2 separate regions of the Zea mays genome follow, and region 1 is linked to region 2. A link is a contact called in public Hi-C data. All regions are on one chromosome and are shown on one strand. The core of a region is the stretch at or near the end of the contact, and the rest is flanking DNA. Distances in the headings are between cores, read along the strand shown. Region 1 holds the start of LOC100278700 (CASP-like protein 4B1). Region 2 holds the start of LOC111589298.

Region 1 (5,474 bases), core at 729-3,228, 170 kb after region 2:
AGCCCGCTTATTCGTGCTGGTCTAGACTAGATCTTCCGTTTTAAACGATGGTGGGCTGAGCTCGTATCAGGCTAAAAAACATGCTTCGAGTCAGGTTTTGGGTTTGCTGGACATCTATACTCCCAACTAGTATTGGTGGAGTCGTTGAAAGCCTGCTTGTTATGTTCAGGTTGTTACGGAAATGGAGAACGTTGCCGAACCAAACAAAGGGTGTTAAGCACCAGTACACTGTAACACATAGGGGAGGCAGTCGATCCCGTTGTCGTTAACGTTCACTTGATTGAACCAAACATCACTTTAATCCGAGTCGATGCAAATTTATCGTTTCGTGCTCCCGAAACCGGGGACAGCGTCCTCGACGTACAGCGCCAGATCCAGTTAATGTGATTATGATCCATCAAAATACAATTGTAAAAAAAAAATCTGATTTTATATCTAATTAGTGCGGTTCTGATTCATCGAGAAACAATAAATTACTACCTCCGTATTTTTTTTTAAAAAAATTGGAGCTAATATTTCACATTTCTTGCTTCCAAACAGGCAGGACCGCCGGAGTGAACAAATCCTCTAGTCCAAACCAAACGTATCAATCAACCAATTTTGTGTACGAAACTGCTGTATCTTTTTTTATCTTATCAGCACAAGCGCGCGAGGAAGAGAAACTCAAACTCGTGTGTTGGGATGGGAACGTCAGTGCCGCGACAGGACGGCATACAGGCCGTGCGCGGCGAACGCGAGGCCGAAGAGGAGGATGCCCCAGTCCACGACGCGGAGGTGAAACAACACGCGGGCAGCACGAAGGAGAGCAGCGCGCACACCGTGCTCCCGACGAAGGACGCGAACGACCCGAACGCCGGCACGAAGCACGCCACAGCGGACAGCGCCACCAGCACCACCACGCGGCTCGCGTGCAGGGCCGCCCGGTCCACGGCGCGATGCTGCACAGCACCACCTGCACGAAAAAGTAACCGTTTTTTTTTAATTCGCGATCGGTTTCGTTTCATCGGCCGATGGGGCCGGCCGGCCGTGCGTGTCGATCGATTCGACGACACGTTCGTGAACGAGCGAGTTTTCTTGACCTTGACGGCGGCGGCGGACCAGGTGCTCGGTAGGTTGAGCGTGATGATGTCCTTGGTGGCGTCGCCGTAGGCGAGGTAACCACAGGCGCCGAAGCAGATGTACACGACTGTGACGCCGGCGATGGCCTGCACGAGCACGGGGCGGAACCTGCTCCGGTCGGCCATGGACGCCTCGAGCACCAGCGTCATGCAGAAGCCCTTGAAGCAGAATTAAGACGACGAAGCGGGCGGCAAACGCGACGCCCCAGAGCCCCGCGACCGCGTCCCGGCCCCCGAACGGCTGCTCGCCGCGCGTGGCCAGGAGCTGGAGCCTGGAGGTCCTGCTTCACCACGGTGGCCAGGCCACAGCCAGCACGGTGCAGGCGTCGGCGAGGATGCTGAACTGCCCGAGCGATGACAGGGAGCGGAGCAGCGACAGCGCCGCCTGGACGGGCTGGGCTGAGCGGAGCAGCGACAGCGCGAGGATCACGACGGCCCTGTTTGGCCCATAGGTGAATAAATGTGAGCCTGTAATTTTGAACACAGAGGCCCTGTTTGGTACTTCAGTTATTTAAAACCGTGGTTTACAAATACCATGGTTTACAGATGTCTATTACATAAATACTATAGTTTTTCTGTACTGCACTAAAACTAGTGATCGTTTGATTCGATAGTATACCTTGCTTCGTTCCTGCCTGCCTGCCATCATCTCTATTTTTCTAGGGGGCCTCTGGTGCATGCAGCCATGCAGGGTGCTCTGCCCAACCGAGTCGCGCGTCACTGTCACGGCGTCACCATCACCCGTGCCCGTGCAGGTGCAGGTGCCTGGCCCGTCGTCACACTGTCACAGACTCACAGCTCCGTAGCGGTACAACCACGTCGGTTTCGCTTTCGCCGGCTCTGCCTCGTGGTCCACCACCAAGTTGCGTTTGCGTCCCTGGCCGAGGAGGAAAGCAACTAGCCAGCCAGTCACCAAACGCGCAACCCGATCGAGATCGAGAGATCTGCATATGTCAGAGTCCGGCCCGGCCGCCGATGGAGGCGCCGGGGGCGGGCCGGCTGACGCTGGCGGGGTGAGGTCCATGGTGCAGCGGTGGAAGATGGACGGCGCGCCGGCGCGGGCGCGGCTGCTGCTGCGGGCCCTGGCGTGGCTCTTCTCCCTCCTCGCCCTCGTCGTCATGGCGTCCAACCAGCACGGCGGCAGCCAGGACTTCCGCGAGTACCCCGAATACAAGTCAGTACAGTAGGCTAACCAAATTAACCAGCACCACCCATTCTCGATCGATCGACCATTGGAATCGATGCAGTGCTGAGTTTCCAAGCGTGCAGCTACTGCCTGGGCATCTCGATCGTGGCGTGGCTGTACGCCACGGCGCAGGTCCTGCGCGACGTCCACCGCCTCGGCTCCGGGCGGGACCTCATCGCGGCGAGGAAGGCGTCGGCCGTCGTCGACTTCGCCGGAGACCAGGTGGTGGGTTCATCCGGTGCGCGTGTGTGTGCGCCGCCGTGGAACGATCCGATCCGATCCACCCACCGATCGCCAACCGCCGATTACTATTGTCTGTCTCGCTTTTTTTTTTCTCTGATGGAAAATCTGGAAACGTTGGTGCAGGTCGTCGCTTACTTCTTGATATCGGCCATGTCCGCGGCGGCGCCGGTGACGGACTACATGCGCCAGGCGGCGGATAACCTGTTCACGGACTCGGCGGCGGCGGCGATCAGCATGGCCTTCTTCGCGTTCGTGGCCATTGGCCTCTCTGCTCTCGTCTCCGGGTACAACCTCTCCATGGAGGCTCTTGTATAGCCTGTGAATCACAACTCTACCATCTCATGTGTGATGTGTCACGTTACCCAACCTCGACACTGTTCATATAGTATTGCCTCCAATTGTTAGTTGAGCATATTTCTTTTTCTCTCTGATAAAGAAGATGGAATGTGTAACTACTGTTTAATTTACATAGACCATGCAAAGACGAAAGTCAAACTCACTGAGAATGATCCTTTCAAAAGCCAATACAGTATATATATATATATATATATCTATTACTACTCTATAAGACAGCAAGGAGGGCGTCCACAGTTGTCGTGCCCCCGCTCCCGCACATCGCGCCGCCCCATCTTCCCCGACTGTCGTCCCGCCGCAGAAATCTCGCCCGCCCCTCCCCCCTCGCCCGCACGTGGACCCGCCTCTCCTCGCCGTGATCTCCACTTCTAGCAATGACGTCCGCGCAATCCACTCCCCCCGATCTGTCTCACCTCCATGGAAGTATTCGATCTGCCGCTCCCAAATCTCTCCCTGGAATGTCGATCCGCGTGATCCACTCCCCCGATCTGCCTCACCTACATGAAGTACCCGATTTGTCGCTCCCAATCTCTGCATCGCGTGGACGCCTTCCATGGAGTCTCTGTACGTATGCGCGATTTACTCCCCCTCCCCCCGATCTACCGCTCCCAATATCTCCCTGGAAGACCGATCTGCATGGTGTGGACGCTCCATGGAGTCCCCACCCCGCAACCCCGCTCCGTGCTGTGCGGCGACGCGATCCTTGCCGACCTTCGCGAGCCAGCGCCGCGCCGGCTCATGGAGTGGGACATCTAGCAGCCGAAGAAGAAGTTCAAGAGGGGCGGCAGACGCTCGTTCGCTGCGTAAGACGATGAGGACTTCAAAGCCGACTCCAGCGATTTGGATTTGGAGCTCACAGAAGGGGCTGACTCCAGAAGGGCTTTCTCCAGAGGTATTAGCTCAAGCTTATTTTCTATGGTGGTATACGTATTTTTGCGTTTGATTGTTGCAGACGATTAGAATCTACGAGTTGGTTGGGGTGCCGCCGCCGCCGCAGGGAACCCCTCGCTGGCGGGTCTGGTCGAGTCCGGTGCGCTTGTACGCGTATCGTGGCGGCAGTTTGGCCCTGTCCCGGCGTGGTGGCGGCAGTTTGGCCCTGTCCCGGCGTGGTGGCCGCTAAACTTCATGGAGCTCGAGGACGTGTGGATCCTCGGCACCTCGCACCTCTCCGCGTCCTCCACACCGTCAAAGGAAAAGATCATCGTGTAATTGAGTTGTCTGCTGCCAAATTTTTACTATCATCAGTGGTTACTTTCTTTCTTCTACTTGAAATTACTCGTGTCGTTTAGTGTTGGTGTAAGCCAATGCCTGTAAATGACTTCGTAGTCAGAACTGATCTTTTTTGTTTGTTTAGTGTTTACTGGGTGCAACTGTTTGCTTCATGTTCCACAAATTGAACTGACAAACCTATCATCTGTTTGTGCTGCTGCATCGGCTTTTGGTTTACAACAGTTACCAACTTTAGCAAGTTTGATTTCTCATTTATGCTGAGATAATGCTTACCTCTGTTAGTGGTGTTTTAGTGTGGTTCGTTATCCTCGCAATCCTTTAGCAAGATGGCATACATAGACTAACTGTACAGTGTCACCTAAGACAGTATGCGTGTTGAATTTTGCCTTCTAAATAGGTTTTAGATAGTTTTCGGTATGTTATTATTGATTGATTTAAGAACTGGCTTGTAACCATTTTTGGCAACTTTTGTAGCACAATTTTTTACGCTGCATGTTATGATCTTAGAAATTAGCTTGGGTCTGAGACCTGATTATTTGGATTGACTAAAAACAAGCTCATCCAGATTTACCAACTCTGATGCAGGGCCCCCTCATTGAAGAGCCTCCATCTCTGCCTGTGCCATTACGTCACTAATCAAGGTTTTGCAGAGGCAGTTAATTGCTTCCCTCAGCTCGAGGAGCTAGACATTACATTCTGCTCATTGTATGGCATCGTGTGTGAGACTGCTGGGAGAGCCTGCCCGACAACGTCGTCGTCTAGCTCTGCCGGAGCAGGCAAGGACGTGTATCCCCTTAAATGTTATGCCGCTTAAACAAATGCTGTCAAATCTTCTTCCGGGAGCGGGGCTAACAAACCACGTTGCAGAGCCCTCACTTCGGAGCTGGAATCATGTACTCGTCCAGTGCCAACGAGCCGCTTTTGAAGTCCAACATGTTCTCTCTCGGTGGCTCCAAGTTCTTAGGCGCAATCAACAGAAGCATCAACTTGGGTCAGATCAACCGATCGCTGCCTCGTGCTTACCACTTCTCATTACCCATGGGACTCACAAAGACCTGCTGATTTTGTTGGTTTCTTTGGACTGGCACAGGTGGGCAGAGCGCTCTTGCTCTCCGTCTGCTCCGCGTTGTTTTTCCTTCTAAAATTTCTACCAGTGCGAACTATCCGTTTGGAGGAGAGGTGCTTTATAATAAACTGACATGTATTTTTTCTCCATATGTTATGTGATAACATATCAACTGAATTCTACTACCATATACTGTATTTTGGTAGTTCCGAGCAACTAGGAGAGTTTCTGAAGATATTGGAAGTACAACACAAAAAGGTCAGAACCACTTTTCAAT
Region 2 (5,026 bases), core at 407-2,906:
CAGGAGTACTTCAGCGGGAGCCTTGTTGAGACCAAGAAGACGCAAAGAGATGGTCCGGCTAAGAGGTATCCGGCGCTTAAACGTTCTTCTTCCTACAATGTAGAAAGGTAAGCTTGATGAGTGCTTTGCTATGTTCTTGATATCCTGCTTAATCAAATTGATATCTGGGCACACATAAATATGTCTAGGCTAACTGTTGAAACCCTACATGATTCTTTGATGTTACTTACTGGTTGTCAATTTTAAAGAAAAAATGTTGCAACCCAACTGTCGAGACCTTCTAATTCATGACTCCGTACCATTTTGCGTTGTAGAGTTTGCTTACCAATTTGATTTATGTTAGTTATGTTTCCTTTTCGAAAACTATGTCTCATTAAGAGTAGAACCGATGACATGTGGGCATTGGATCCAAAATTTTGCACGAACTGTTGATAGGGACGCAAACCGTTATTGTTGGGTTTAGGCTTGGGATCAAAGAGTTAAGAATTGGAGAAGAGCCATGTACTGAAGAATATTTATGAACGCTAGCACCGTTGCTTTTGTCGTTGCCTAAAACACTAACAGGTTGATACCAGAAACATTGTATGGTTGTCATATAGCGCCAGCATGCAGCTGGCATGTATCTATCAAACAAAAATACCAAAGTACGGGAATCTACCTGCCGGGAGAGAATTTGAGGCCTGTAGGATCCCAAATCGGTAATGAGAGATTTGTAAATGAGGCGTGCTCGCACCCTGACTGTTCATCTACTCCACCGTCACCTCGCGTCCGCCCTCGTCACATTGGTTTTCGTCGAGGTGAGTTCTCCCTCCGTCCTTTTTCCTCTGCCCCACCGGCGTTCTCTGAGAATCAGCCGGTTCTCCGTCCTCCGATACGAAGGGACAATGTGCTCCACGGAGAGCTAGAACAAATTGGAACGATGAACATGGTTATGCAGTAATTTGGTTCTACCTCATGTCCAAGGTTGCCAATATATACAATAGTACAATCAGGATTGTTCTCTGGGTTCTCTTTAAATTATCATGATATTATATGTTTCCGTTGCAACGCACGGGCACTAACCTAGTTATTACCTTAGTTTAGTAGTCGATTGAGTGTTGCAGCTCAGAAACCACAAGTACAGCAAGCCATGACTCTTGGTCCACACGCGCGTCATACATTATTTACCATCTCGACTAAAAACCCCATCATACTTTTTGCTCGGACAGAATTTATCGGAGAAATTAAACTTGGCCCTATCTTTAGTTATAGCAAAAGATAGTAGCCGGGCCCTCAGTTTTGGCCACCTTCCTCGCTTCAACTGGTCGTCGGCCCCGGCGCCGGTGCCGGAGCCGGCGCAGATCCCGTCTCATCAGCCAGCTTCATGTCGGAATAGACGACGCGGCCTTCCGACTCGGAGTCGGTGCTGTTGTCCCCGGCCGAGGCGTCGGAGCTGTTGTTGTCCCCGGCCGAGTCGTCGACGCTGTCGAGGATGCGGATTCTGTTCTTGCCGGCGGAGGCGGTGGTGGCGAGGTGGCAGATGAGCAGCCCCACCAGCGCCAAGCTCAGCAAGGCCACGCGGATCCTGGTGGGCGCCATCGCGCGTGGAATCTAGCTAGTCGTAGCAGGTACCTCCCCTTCTCTGCTCGGATCGTCCGGCTGTGATTGCTTTCCTTTGTTCCTGGCTCATCTCGAATGCTGACGGTGAGGTTTTTATAGTGCCGGGATCCATGGCCGTTTGCGGTGTTCGCGTTGAAAGTGGCCGGGGTGACCTAATTTTGGGGTTTGTGAATTGCAGCCCTCCGTTGCCGCGGCTTTGAATAGCTCTTGTGCTCTGCTGCCTGCCACGCATAATGGCTTCTCTTCTACGTCCGTCCGTGTTTATACAAGTCTCGCAACACCGATTTACCTTTATTTAGCATTCGAAATCGCAGCGTCGATTGCGGACACATTCCACCTTGATTTTTTTTTTGGTGTGTGTTCATTATAAACTTAGCCTGTCGACCATTTTAGATCCTGTTTTAATTTGGATCAACCAATTTGCACTATAGCAATATAATAAAACAATCCCTAGGTGGTGAAAAAGCAGGGTATTCTAACAGGTAATAACTATATATATACTGTCTAAAGAAAAAAAAGGTGCTCAGGCCCGACCGACCAGGACAGATAGGAAATCTTACCACCACGGATGCTTTGAAGGGCCAAATGCAACAGAAAATCTGCTTTATTTTATCACAACGTTCTTTATTTATTGTTCATATTGGCGAACTCGTTTTGCAGAATTTGCCACTTGGGAATCGAAATTCGACAGGCATACTACTCCACTATAGCTGCCGTCGGTCGGCTAGCTACGAAATGTAGCCTCTGCTCTTGAGGGCCTCCACAGCGTCCCTGATGATCTTCTCCAGAGGGCTGAAGTGCAGCCCCAACGCGACGAGCTTCTTGGACCCCTCCTCGGCTCCCTGTCGCACCAGCCCAGGCTGGGTATCCTTGGGGAACCTGCAACGTACGCAACTTAATTTAAGCTAAGCAATGCTCTATCTATATCCAGGTTTTCATTTTCACAGTCACAGGACATGGTCTGGTCGGGTCGCTTACTTGGGCACCTTGTACTCAGGGTACAGCTCGGCGACCTTGGCCGCGAAGTCGCTCCAGTGGGAGATGGACTGGGCGCAGATGTGCCTCCCGGACGCTGCCGGGCTCTCGAACACCAGGATATGCGCCATGGCGGCGTCGTGCACATGCACCGCCCCCATCCAGATGTCCCTGTACTCCTCCGTGCAACCTGCGACGACGAACAGGCCGGCATCCATCCTTTATTTTCTTCTTCATTATTGAATAATTAGACAAATTTTAGATTAAATTCTGAATATAAATCATGACAAAATCAGAAGCACTGAAGTAAAAAGTCAAATCAGATGATGCGAACTGATTAGACATACTAATAGATGGCGCGCGCCGGAATAAGCATGATCGACGACGTCGAAGTAGCGAAATCAGCAGGGTCCACGAGGTCAGAAGATCACGAGCAGTCGCGTGAAGACGCTTCCCAAAAACCTTATTCGCCCTCTCCTGGTACATGATCTAGAAGGCGAAGGTTTCCGGAGACCTGCTCTCCTGATCGCAGATGCACCTCTGCGGTCGGAATGAAGAGAACTGGAAGGCGGCTCAGCTGTGAAGAGAGGCGAAAGCGAACTGGGATGATTTGGAGGCTGGCTGCCGAGCTCCTTTTATAGGGCCGAGTCCGCGACCTTCGATCTTATCCGCCCACAAAATCTCGCAATCAGTTGAGATTTTATAGCGATCGGTTAGGATAAACGTAACAGCCACCAAAAAATCAAACGGCAAAAGTTAGCCGCGCCCCCGCAAGGCGAGGGGCCGGATTTCGGCGGACCATTCACGCGCATGTCGTGCGCCCGCGCCCTTCGCCCCGCCCCGCCCCGGCCAGGCCAGGCGAGGCGAGCGAGCGCGCGCGTGTGGCTCTCCACACTCTCTCCTCCCATCCATGACTTGGTGAGTGAGTGTGGCTTCCATATTTAAGCTAGCTCTACTTCACTAAAACTAGCAATATGGTGCTATTGGTTCCACCTATTCCCTAGTCATCCACTTGTATGGGCTTTTGAGATTTTCCTGAGATTTATTTGAATTTCTTAACTGGACCAAGCCCATAAATCCTAACAATCCCCACCAGATCTCAAATGCCCATCTGCATTTTTCCGCCACTGTTCACTACTGTTTAATATACTAGTTTTTCAGCAGAGACTGTTAAGTTGAACTTCCGCCTAAAACTCCAAGCTACACCAACTCACAACTTGGACAATGGACTATGCCTTGAATTGCAAGTTTTGCGTGAATGGGTTTCACATGAAGTCATGACCAGTACTTGGCTACCAGTAGTCCCCTTCTCGGGTGGAGCATATACGTCGTACTCCAAGGTCTCTTCATGAGTTTACTAGAGATCACCCAGATCTCATAAACTGTGACGTTAGACAGTCTAACTCATATAGGTGTGTTCTTTCAAGAATGTTCTGCAGGACACATCTTTGCTAATACAAGCCAACAGAACACATTAAGGCACAAAGCCAACCTGTCTTACAGTATTTGAGAGTATTGCATCTTTGCTTAGAGAGGGTCAAAGGTTACTCTCCTCAGTTCACCAATGGCTTGTTCTTCCCAGGACCTAATTCACGGGATCTCCGATCACATAGACTGGGTTTCCACCATGGCAACTTTATTCAGGTCTCATACCCATCTCTCTCGATGCGATTTCTATCACATTACGTGATAGTCCCTTGGTAAAAGGATCTGCCAGATTTTTATCTGTTGAAATATAAGTCACACTTATAACTCCGGAGTTTCTCAACTTTCTGACAGACTTCAATCGTCTTTTGACATGTCTTGATGACTTTCCATTATCCTTAGAACTCGTCACTTTAGCAATCACTGTCTGATTGTCACAGTTCATAAGGATAGCTGGTATTGGTTTCTCAACCACCGGCAAGTCCATCAAGAGTTCACGCAACCATTCTGCCTCAACGGTTGTTGTGTCAAGTGCAGCTAGCTCGGCTTTCATGGTTGACCTCGTCAAAATGGTCTGCTTGCATGACCTCCATGATATCGCACCTCCACCAATAGTAAAGACATAACCACTAGTGGCATAAAGCTCGTCTGCATCAGATATCCAGTTCGAATCACTATATCCTTCAAGTACTGCATGCTGACCAGAATAGTGAATTCCATAACTCATTGTACCTTGCAGGTAGCGCATAACCCGCTCAAGTGCATGCCAATGATCAGTCCCGGGGTTTGACATGAACCTACTCAATTTGCTCACAGCAAACGAGATATCGGGCCTTGTTGCACCAGCAAGATACATGAGTGAACCGACAATCTGAGAGTATCTCAATTGATCTAAACCAATTCTCTTGTTCTTTCGCAGTGTCACACTGGGATCATAAGGTGTTGGAGAAGGTTTGCACTCAGAGAAGCCAAATCGCTTCAAAACCTTTTCAAAATAGTGAGATTGCGAGAGAGTAATCCCACCATC

Evidence for each region. Hi-C and Micro-C count contacts between places; a contact is called where the count stands out from the background.
Region 1: a Hi-C map of root tip shows a contact between it and region 2, with 2.4 times the contacts expected there. The contact joins the promoter of LOC100278700 here to the promoter of LOC111589298 in region 2. A contact is called at or near these places in 4 of 25 Hi-C or Micro-C datasets (ear, leaf, root tip and 1 more).

Annotation. Positions count from the first base shown.
Region 1 is chr5:3,081,576-3,087,049 of Zm-B73-REFERENCE-NAM-5.0, forward strand. LOC100278700 (CASP-like protein 4B1) reads left to right here and starts at 1,979. Exons shown (of 3, transcript NM_001151891.2): 1 at 1,979-2,292; 2 at 2,388-2,526; 3 at 2,671-3,088. The coding sequence starts at 2,069. The coding sequence ends at 2,862. It also overlaps the pseudogene LOC103627951.
Region 2 is chr5:2,912,579-2,917,604 of Zm-B73-REFERENCE-NAM-5.0, forward strand. LOC111589298 reads right to left here and starts at 1,657. Exons shown (of 1, transcript XM_023300099.2): 1 at 981-1,657. The coding sequence starts at 1,578. The coding sequence ends at 1,297. LOC100191263 reads right to left here. Exons shown (of 5, transcript NM_001136697.1): 4 at 2,578-2,764; 5 at 2,158-2,478. The coding sequence ends at 2,328.